Regions from separate parts of the Pan troglodytes genome. Here region 2 is linked to region 1. Evidence: chromatin contacts called from public HiChIP or PLAC-seq data. All regions are on one chromosome and are shown on one strand. The core of a region is the stretch at or near the end of the contact, and the rest is flanking DNA. Distances in the headings are between cores, read along the strand shown. Region 1 holds the start of DR1 (down-regulator of transcription 1). Region 2 holds the start of MTF2 (metal response element binding transcription factor 2).

The links. HiChIP or PLAC-seq counts read pairs in DNA pulled down with a chosen protein or histone mark.
Region 2: an H3K4me3 HiChIP or PLAC-seq map of stem cell-derived excitatory neurons shows a contact between it and region 1, with 3 times the contacts expected there. The contact joins the promoter of MTF2 here to the promoter of DR1 in region 1. A contact is called at or near these places in 1 of 7 Hi-C or Micro-C datasets (stem cell-derived neural progenitor cells) and 1 of 1 datasets of contacts at active chromatin or transcription factors (stem cell-derived excitatory neurons).

The regions. Positions count from the first base shown.
Region 1 is chr1:137,827,185-137,831,859 of NHGRI_mPanTro3-v2.0_pri, reverse strand. It overlaps DR1 (down-regulator of transcription 1), which reads left to right and starts at 2,630. Exons shown (of 3, transcript XM_001154876.8): 1 at 2,630-3,762. The coding sequence starts at 3,543.
Region 2 is chr1:138,093,160-138,097,834 of NHGRI_mPanTro3-v2.0_pri, reverse strand. MTF2 (metal response element binding transcription factor 2) reads left to right here and starts at 2,766. Exons shown (of 15, transcript XM_513565.8): 1 at 2,766-3,197. The coding sequence starts at 3,193.

The sequences.
Region 1 (4,675 bases), core at 1,381-3,880:
TGAAACTCTTAAAGCTTAATAAGGAGATGTTCTCTTTGTCCTTAAAAGCTTATTTATAATACAGATACATATAGTGTACTATAAATAACTATTTAAATATGGGCTACAGATTAGCATATTTTATGACATATCACACTGGTATTTATATCCAATTAAATTTCTCTCAGCCACGTATGTAATAAACTAGTTACATGGTTCATTACTAGTTGAAGACTGACCAAGCCTGATAAAGATGATAATAGACACTAACATTATATAACACTTCATACTATAAAAAGTACTTTCACACAACTCTCATTTGATTTTGAATCCTGTGTGTTACATAATATTTCTATATCTGAACTGAAGAAAATGAGGCTTGGAGAGTGACTTGTCTAAGTAAAAAAAAAAGCTGGGAGTGGAACCTACAACTCTTACTACACATTCAATTCTGTTTATGCTACCACAGAAGCCTGTAGCAATAAACTATTACTGAAATAATGTGTGCTCTACTCGTCTATTTAGCATAAGTCTATAAACATAAATGTTACATGAAAAAGCAAAGTTATTATAGTTTTTTCAGGAGAGACAAGATATGGGTCAGTGACACTGTGACAACTTGGGACATTTTTTGCCAGCCAGCTTTTTCAGACGGATAAATTGTTAAGGTCAAGATAAATTTAGGCACCATAATAAATCTTTAAATCAACAGTAAACTGACAAAAAAAAAAACAAACCCACCACTTCATGAAGTTTTTTTTTTTTTTTTTTTTTGAGATAGAGTCGTGCTCTGTCTCCCAGGCTGGCGTGTAGTGGTACGATCTTGGCTCACTACAAGTTTTGCCTCCAGGGTTCAAGCGATTCTCCTGTCTCAGCCTCCCAAGTAACTGGGATTACAGGTGCCCACCACCACACCCAGCTAATTTTTGTATTTTTAGAAGAGGTGAGGTTTCACCATGTTGGCCAGGCTGGTCTCGAACTCCTGAGCTTAAGTGATCCGCCCCCCTTGGCCTCTCAAAAGTGCTGGTATTACAAGCATGAGCCACCATGCCCAGCCTGAAGAAAATTTAATTAAAATACTGTTTTTAATCAAAGAAATTTTGTTTTGACTAAATTTAGTAGCACTGAAAAACAAGTGTCTACACTTCAGAAATTAAAGAACCAGTAAGTTGTCCTGCAGAAAATGCTAAATGAAAAAATAGCATAATAAACTGTAATGTCTTCTTGAGAGCAGCATATAGGGCTCAGACAGAACGTTTTAAGAAAACATTGTCAACAAGTCAGTTGCCATCATATGTATCAAGAGTAATGAATCTGATGAACCAAAGTGACAAAATGGATTTCAACGGTGTCTTGTTTAGTTTTTAGAAATTCCAACATCCCACTATTTATAGTATAGCCTCTTCTTCCACATGACAGTATGACAGACTCAGTTTTTTGTCTTTTTTTTTTTTTTATATCTTTTTTGAGACAAAGAATCTTGCTCTGTCACCCAGGCTGGAAGTGCAGTGGCACAACCGCAGCTCACTGCAGCCTTGACCCCCTGGCTCAATCGATCCTCCCACCTCGCCCTCCAGAGTAGCCGGGACTACGTGTGCCTGCCACCAAGCCTGGTGAAAAAAAAACCCGTGTTTCATATTGTCATATAGAAGAGGCTATACTATAAACAGTGGGATGTTGGAATATATATATAAAAATATATATATATTTATATATAAAAACATATATTTTTATATATAAATATATAATATATAAAATATATATATTATATATTTATATATATAATATATATATATATATTTTTTTTTTGTAGGGACGGGTCTCACTATGTTGCCCAGGCGGGTCTTGAACTCCTGGGCTCATGTGATCCCCCTGCCTCAGCCTCCCAAAGTGTTGGGTTTACAGGTATGATGAGCCACAACGCCCGGCTGACACACTTTTTTTTTTTTTAATGCAATTTCTGTTTAGACCTTGACACCTGTTGATATTACTAGTCACTATGGAAAGAAGCAAAAACAGTTGCTTAAGATGCTCTAACACTTTTTTCCCCCTGTAGAAGCCAACATGGAATACAACATGAAAACTGTCTAAATGGGAACCTTCTAATATAGCTCACTGTATGCCATGCATTTCCACTCCATTTCCACTATGTTGGAACTGACTTCTACTTTCCTACTTAGCCATTAGGCGACTTAGCTGCCTCTAGGCAAGTAACTTCTCTGAAATGTTTCATTTTCCATGAAGTTTAAAAAAAAAAAAAGGTGGAGGACTTTAGAGAGCTTTGAACCGAATAAGGTCTATCAGACATCTTGAAAAGCTTTTTCTCCAGACGACGCAGAAACAGGCACACGGGGTTCTGCTTTCCCCACCTCCCACCCCCAAGCCCAGGTCCCATTCTTCTCGCTTTCAATCCTCATTTGGGCTCCTAAAGGAATAGCAAAGAGAGTTATTTTATCAATACCAGCGCTCCTCTGTCCCCAAATCCAGCTAGGGAAGGTTTCGGAGGCCTCAGCTACTTGAGAGAGGGTAGAGACGATCCTCGCCTATCTACCCAGCCACCCACCCCTTCCCAGATGTAGCGTCCGGGCCCCAGACCAAGCGCGTGCTTGGAGCTCTCCGGTACAGTGAGGCGCGCGCTTGCCTGGCTAGGGTCCCTGTGAAGGAATGGGATCCCGAGGTGCTTGCCAGGACCGCAGCAGGCGGAAGCTGCTGGCAGCACGAACGGGCGGCTCCCGCCGGCGTCGGTGGGGGAAGGGCGGCAGCCACACCCGGAAGTCGGTCCGGGAGGGAGGGGGAAATCTGAGGGAACGAGGCTTCCGGTGGCGCAAAGGGTGTCGGGAGCGGCTTCCTGCAAACCTTTCCTGGCATCTGGAGGGACCACCGTTGCCGCGGCTTCGGCTTCCACGATCTGCGTTCGGGCTACGCGGCCACGGCGGCAGCCACTGCGACTCCCACTGTGCCTGGCTCTGTCCATATTAGTTCCCAGGCGGCCGTCGCCGTTCCAGCAGCGGCAGCGGCAGCGGCAGCGGCGGACATGTTGTGAGGCGGCGGCGCGGGCGTCTGAAGGATGGTTTGGCCGAGGCGGCGGCAACGGCTGCTGGCGGCGGCGGCAGCGGCAGCGGGGCCTCGGGCTCTATAGAGCCGAGCCCGCTGGGTACCCGCCCGGTACCGCGGCGAGGCCAGTGCCCCTGGATCTTGCCTCTGCTCCGACGCCGTTGGGGACCAGTTAGGCGACAGCGCCCGCCCCTCTGAGGAGACACGAAGGTGGTTCCCCAGCCGCTCAAATTTCCGGACCACCTCGCTTTCCCCTCCTCAGCCTGGGCTGTGCTCTCTCTAGAATCCTCGGGCCCCCACTTTCTTCCCAAACTCATCCTAAATCTCTCACACACGCGAGTGTTCCCAGCCCTCAAGCCAGCTGCTCCTCCGTTCATTTTCTGCACCCTCTTCGCAAAGCACCCCCCGGGATCACTCTCCGAGGGCGACTTTTTGAGAAATCTCGGTGGAGTAGTGGACCAGAGCTGGGGAGTTTTTAAAAGCCGGGGCGCGAGAAACAGGAAGGTACTATGGCTTCCTCGTCTGGCAACGATGATGATCTCACTATCCCCAGAGCTGCTATCAATAAAATGATCAAAGAGACTCTTCCTAATGTCCGGGTGGCCAACGATGCTCGAGAGCTGGTGGTGAACTGCTGCACTGAATTCATTCACCTTATATCTTCTGAAGCCAATGAGATTTGTAACAAATCGGAAAAGAAGACCATCTCACCAGAGCATGTCATACAAGGTAAGTCGTGTGTGAGAGCTGGTTTGAATGAGGTTCTAGGGTAGCAGTCTGCTAATCGCGTGACCCTTTCGTGTCAAAGCCTCCATTCCTCTTCCCTGGTAAGTAACTTAATGAAAAAGCCAGACTGGCATGTAGGCAGCCGGTGCTTTAAAAACAATCCCTTTGTAGCATTTTTGCAGTACTTTTCATCCAGCGAATACATGTAAGGAGTGCAAACATTTAGGTCAGCGTCCCGAAAACGTAAAGAATAAGAGTGATCTCACTTTACAGCCAGGTAAGCCGAAGCAACAAGAATTACTTGCCTGAAGTTGAACTTAGATAATAATTAAGGAACGCAGAAATTCTCCTTTGGAAAGTTAAAATTCAGACGGAGGAACTTCAAGCATGGGTGGAGACAGAGCACCCCCTTCCCCACCTGAGCTTTCACCAATGTAGAGGAAAAGATTTATTTTCTGAACACATGAGTTAAAAATTTTTTAACATACAATGTGTTCAACGTTGTCAAGTTTATCGTTGTTAAATAAAAGGTGTATGTTTTCTGCTCTAAAAATGGTTTGATGGTACGTTCATGAATGAGTTACTAAAGAACTCCTGTTCCATTCTGTAAGAATAGGGTGAACTTTAAATTTTCGTTTTTTTCTTTCCGTTTGCTTTTATGTCGTTTGCTTTGTTCTGTTCTGTGGAGATAAGTTTTGAAATCTTTGATTGAAAGTTTATGCAAGTTTTTTTTTAACGGAAAATTTCCCCGTCCTTTCCTGCTGTCATTCCTATTTGAATGTATACACTTATAGGCTTTTATGGAACAGCACTTCTGAAAACTTCAACAGTTTCTTTTATCCTGGAAAGGATTTGGTCCCGTAATAGGGATTTGGGGGACTGTATTCTGGTGGTTTCAGAGAGGAGAAACATATTT
Region 2 (4,675 bases), core at 1,517-4,016, 270 kb before region 1:
GACTGCAAATGCGCATAATGAATTTTTTGGGGGTGATGGAAATGTTTTAAAAGTGGATTGTGGTGATGATTGCACAATTCTAGTCACTGCTTATTGTAGACATTTAGGAACTGAAAGCGACAGACATTCTATCTCAACCCAAGCTTCCACGATTACCATAGCATGGGGGAGGGAGATGTGTCTCTGCTTCTTAAAGATTCTCCTGAGAAGTGATACATGTCACCCATTTTATTGGTCAAAGCAATTAACTTCAGGGGTGCAAGAGAGTGCAAATTTTTTTTTCTTTTTTCTTCGAGACAGAGTCTGCCTCTGTCGCCTAGGCTGGAGTGCAGCGGTGCAATCTTGGCTCACTGCAATCTCGGCCTCCTAGGTTCAAGTGATTCTCTGCCTCAGCCTCCCAAATAGCTGGGATTACATGCATGCACCACCATGCCCGGCTAATTTTTGTATTTTTAGTAGAGACAGAGTTTTGCCATGTTGGCCATGCTAGTCTGGAATTCCTGGCCTCAAGTGATCTGCCCCCCTCAGCCTCCCAAAGTGCTGGGATTACAGGCGTGGCCACCGCGCCCGGCCAGAGAGTGCAATTTTACTATGTGTCTGGAAGAGAGGGGAACCAGAATACTTATGAACGACCCTAAGGATGATCACAGAAATACATACAACAATAAAGGGTACAGTTTACTCTGATCAGAGTTCACTCTATATTTCCGAGGAACCACAACTACAGCAGGTTTTTTTTTTTTTTTTTTTTTTTTTTTTGAGGCAGTCTCACTGTGGCTCAAGTAAGCCTACCACCTCAGCCTCCTGAATAGCTGGGACTACAGGCAGAGGCCCAGCTAATTTTTAAATTTTTTGTAGAGACAGGGTCTCACTATGTGGCCCAGACTGCATACTGGTCTGGAACTCCCCAGCTCAAGTGATCCTTCTACCTTGGCCTTTCAAAGTACTGGGATTACAGGAGTGAGTTGCTGGTGGCTGGCTGACAGGTATTCTTTATACTTGACTGTGACTCCCTGAGTGTCCTTAAATCTCTGAACACTTGGTTTGCTTACACCTTTGTACTCACACGTTTGCACAGAAAAATAACACTTTTTTTTGATAGAGGCATAATTTACTTCTCTAATGTATAAGGGATTAGAATACTTTTGTGTAGCCAAAGAGCCCAAATTATTAGTTTCTGAGGTGGAAATGAATGCGTCTGAAGTATTGAATCACTGAAGATTTTGAAGTTGAGGCTTGGTGACCACTTTACAGAAATGTTGAGGAAAACTTAGACCAAACGTTCTCCAAAACAGATGTTCTCTGATTAGGCTTAGCTGCACAGCAAATATATCTGTTTGTGCAATATCTTTATTAATTTTTGTACTGCATCTACTTTTTAATATTTTATTTATTTATTTACCTTATAATAATATTTATTATTTATTATGCCACGTTCCTGAATGGGAATGCATCTACTTTTTTTTTTTTTTTTTTTTTTGAGATGGAGTTTTTGCTCTTGTTGCCTAGGCTGGAGTGCAATGGCACGATCTTGGCTCACCACAACCTCTGCCTCCTGGGTTCAAGCGATTCTCCTGTTTCAGCCTCCCGAGTAGCTGGGATTACAGGCATGTGCCACCACACCTGGCTAATTTTTGTATTTTTAGTAGAGACGGGGTTTCTCCAAGTTGATCAGGTTGGTCTCGAATTCCCGACCTCAGGTGATCTGCCTGTCTCGGCCTCCCAAAGTGCTGGAATTACAGGCGTGAGCCACCGCGCCCGGCTGCATCTGCTTTTTTTAAGTCAAAATTTTCCTCAGCCAACGTATGAAGGTCACTTAAGACGAATTTATGAGAGACGATGATGAGAATTGAAATAAAGTGAAACCTGAAAGGTGGTAGGTAAGTAGATACAGTGAGGGTACAGTAAGAAGACAGACTTAAAAGATTAGGACTATTATTCAGGAGAAGCAGAGGAGTGGAAGGGTATGACCACAATATTTAAAGTATTGAATGGTATTGGATAAAACGAATATGCTTATTTGCCAAATTCTGAGATCACAGGCTGAGGGAACCCCTTTTGAAGTATGAGCCAAATGAGCTTAGACCACAAGAGGTACTTTTTCAGAGACAGAAAAAATATGGTGTTCACTATCCCTGTGGCATAATATGGGACAAAAATATAAAATGGCTTTAAAAATATTTTGACGAAATTATAAATAAAGATTCCACACGTGGCTACTAAGAGGAGCTGGGTTGTATCTAGGTGTAAGTTAAAGAGACAAGCATACAATCTCACAGCTTGTCACTTGGGACCCCTGTAGGCAGCAGAATCTGGGCAGGCTAAGGGTCTGCACTAATAAACAATTCTGTTTTCTTAAACCATTTTGCAGGGGACTATTCTCAGATTTCATTACAACTAGGAAGGACTGCAAAGCGGGTAAACAGAAAACAACCTTTCATCGTTAGGAAAAAAATCGTCTGAAAGTCTTTCATAAAAGCAGCTCCTGATAAGGAGTTTGGGACTGGACAGTGAATCGCTGAATAAAATTTAATCTCGACATCCTGGGTCTTCTCCCCTCTGAAGGAAATTCTAACAGCAGGCCTTAGGATGAAAGTAGAGGACACGTGCTTCAGTTAAGGTTTTCTCCAGGGAAAAGAAATCGGCCCAGCAAGATGCACAGAGCACCGTCACGACCACGCACACCGAAGGTCGCACACGACCCTTTTCCTGTATAACAGTGCCAGCCTACCGACGATCAGGAGCGCAGCTTTCACTATTGTGTTAGCCCCGGCGGCGGAAGGACTGAGCCTCACTGCAACATTAAAGAGTCCTTCTTTGTTCAGCCCCAGTCGGGGACGCAGGGCGCGGTGTTCCTCCGCGCTCGCCGCGCAGTCCCTGCCCCCCCGCGGCTTTGGAGAGCTGCCATTCGGCACCGGAGTCGCTCCGCGCTCCCAGAATGCACCGGCAGTCCGCGGGAAACCAAAATGGCGAGGGGCTGTATTGAAGTGGGCTGTGTTTGAGGCCGGTGTAAGAACGCTCATTCTACCCCCAACCCTTGTCTCCAAGGACCTCGGTTTGTGCGTGCATATGTGCCGGGTACCCGGTGGGGCGGGTGCCCAGTAAGTGCTCGGACTCGCAGGGGAAGCGCCCACGGGGACGGATTGGTTGTTTTTTCCTGTATGAAGCGGTTGGCACCACTGAAGTGACCGAATGAGGTGAGAGACCTTGGCCTGGGAACCGACTCTTCCGGAGGAGATGGGGGTTGGGGGAAGGAGGAAGAAAGGAAGCAAGTATAAAAGGGAAAGATGGAGGACCAAGGTGGGGGTGGGGGCTCCTGTATGTGGGTGCCTTTGCATTTATGTGTATATTGAAAAGAATGGATGAAGAGGAGTAGTCAGTTGAGTGTTGGGAGAAAATAGGGACTAAAGGAGCGAGGAGGTCGTTGGGGGAGTCTGTTGGAGGAACAAGATGAAACGTTGAGACGGGGAAGCTGTGTTTGGAGGGCAGGAAGGAACCTGGGGGCGGGAGACGGTTGGAGGGGCAGGATGAACCTGGTGACGAGGGGGTGGGGAGCCGAGAGGAGGAGCCGTTGGGAAATGGGGGCTGAGGGAAATGTGGGGAGCAGAGTGGAGGGCTGCCTGGGACCTTAGCAGTGCGCAAAGGGAAGTAGCAGCTTGGAATCGGAGGGTGGAATTGTATGGAATTGGAGTAAAGGGGGTCGAGTGTAAGTGCTGGTAAGGATAAGGGGAACACACTGAAGTGGAGGTTGGAAGCACAACCTGAAAGCTTAAAGGGAAGCGGTGGGAGGGAAAGTGAGATGGGGGAAAGCTAGGTAGCTTATATTTGGAGCTCACCAAAAATATGAGGCCTTTCTTGTGTTTAATTAAACCTAACTCATATAATCTGCGTCTAGGATGTAGATTTGTATTGTATTCATTTTTACAACTGAGGTAATTACGGCTTAAGGAATTTTAACCAATTTGCCAAGATTTCTTAACATATTTCGGTAGTGCCAGAACTCTAACTCTGTGTTTTACAATCTGGTGTCCTTGGTTGCTAGAATTTTTCTTTGGAAGCAATTAGAGGGAACAGATGGATTTATCGGGGTAATCTGACTAACAGCAAGGGTTTGTGAACAATGGGAAAAGGCTTATGGAATGTTACTCTATTCTTTAAAACATTTAACTTTGGTTAAAGATAGAAACCATGTAACACTAACTTAAATGTGAAAACCTAGCTAGGCCTGTGTGTAATACATAGGAAGGCACCATGTGAGGTCAGTACAGAGCTAGAAATATGTAAATAGTACCTGATTTAATTTGACTCCAGAACCTCCAGTAGTAATAGTAGTTACTTTCTCCTTCAGATGGATTCCATGTGACCCTCCTGTATACCTAGCCTACAAGCTGGTTTCAATTTCCATGGTTTCATTCTCTCTTGGGAATTCCTTTTTTTTTTGGTCAGTAAATTTCAAAGATAGTTGTATGTAGAAGTAGTTAATGTGGATAAAATGTAATTAAATTCACAATAACCTTTTTAAGATTTGAAAATGCTTTAAAGGGAGTTGTTTTGACTGATGGCTTTAAGTGCCCTATAGTTTAGTTATAACTTGAGAGGGAATAAAAAATGACTTGTTTTTTCAGATTCCTAAATATAAAAATGTATTTGAATTCACATTTTAAAATTAGTTCAC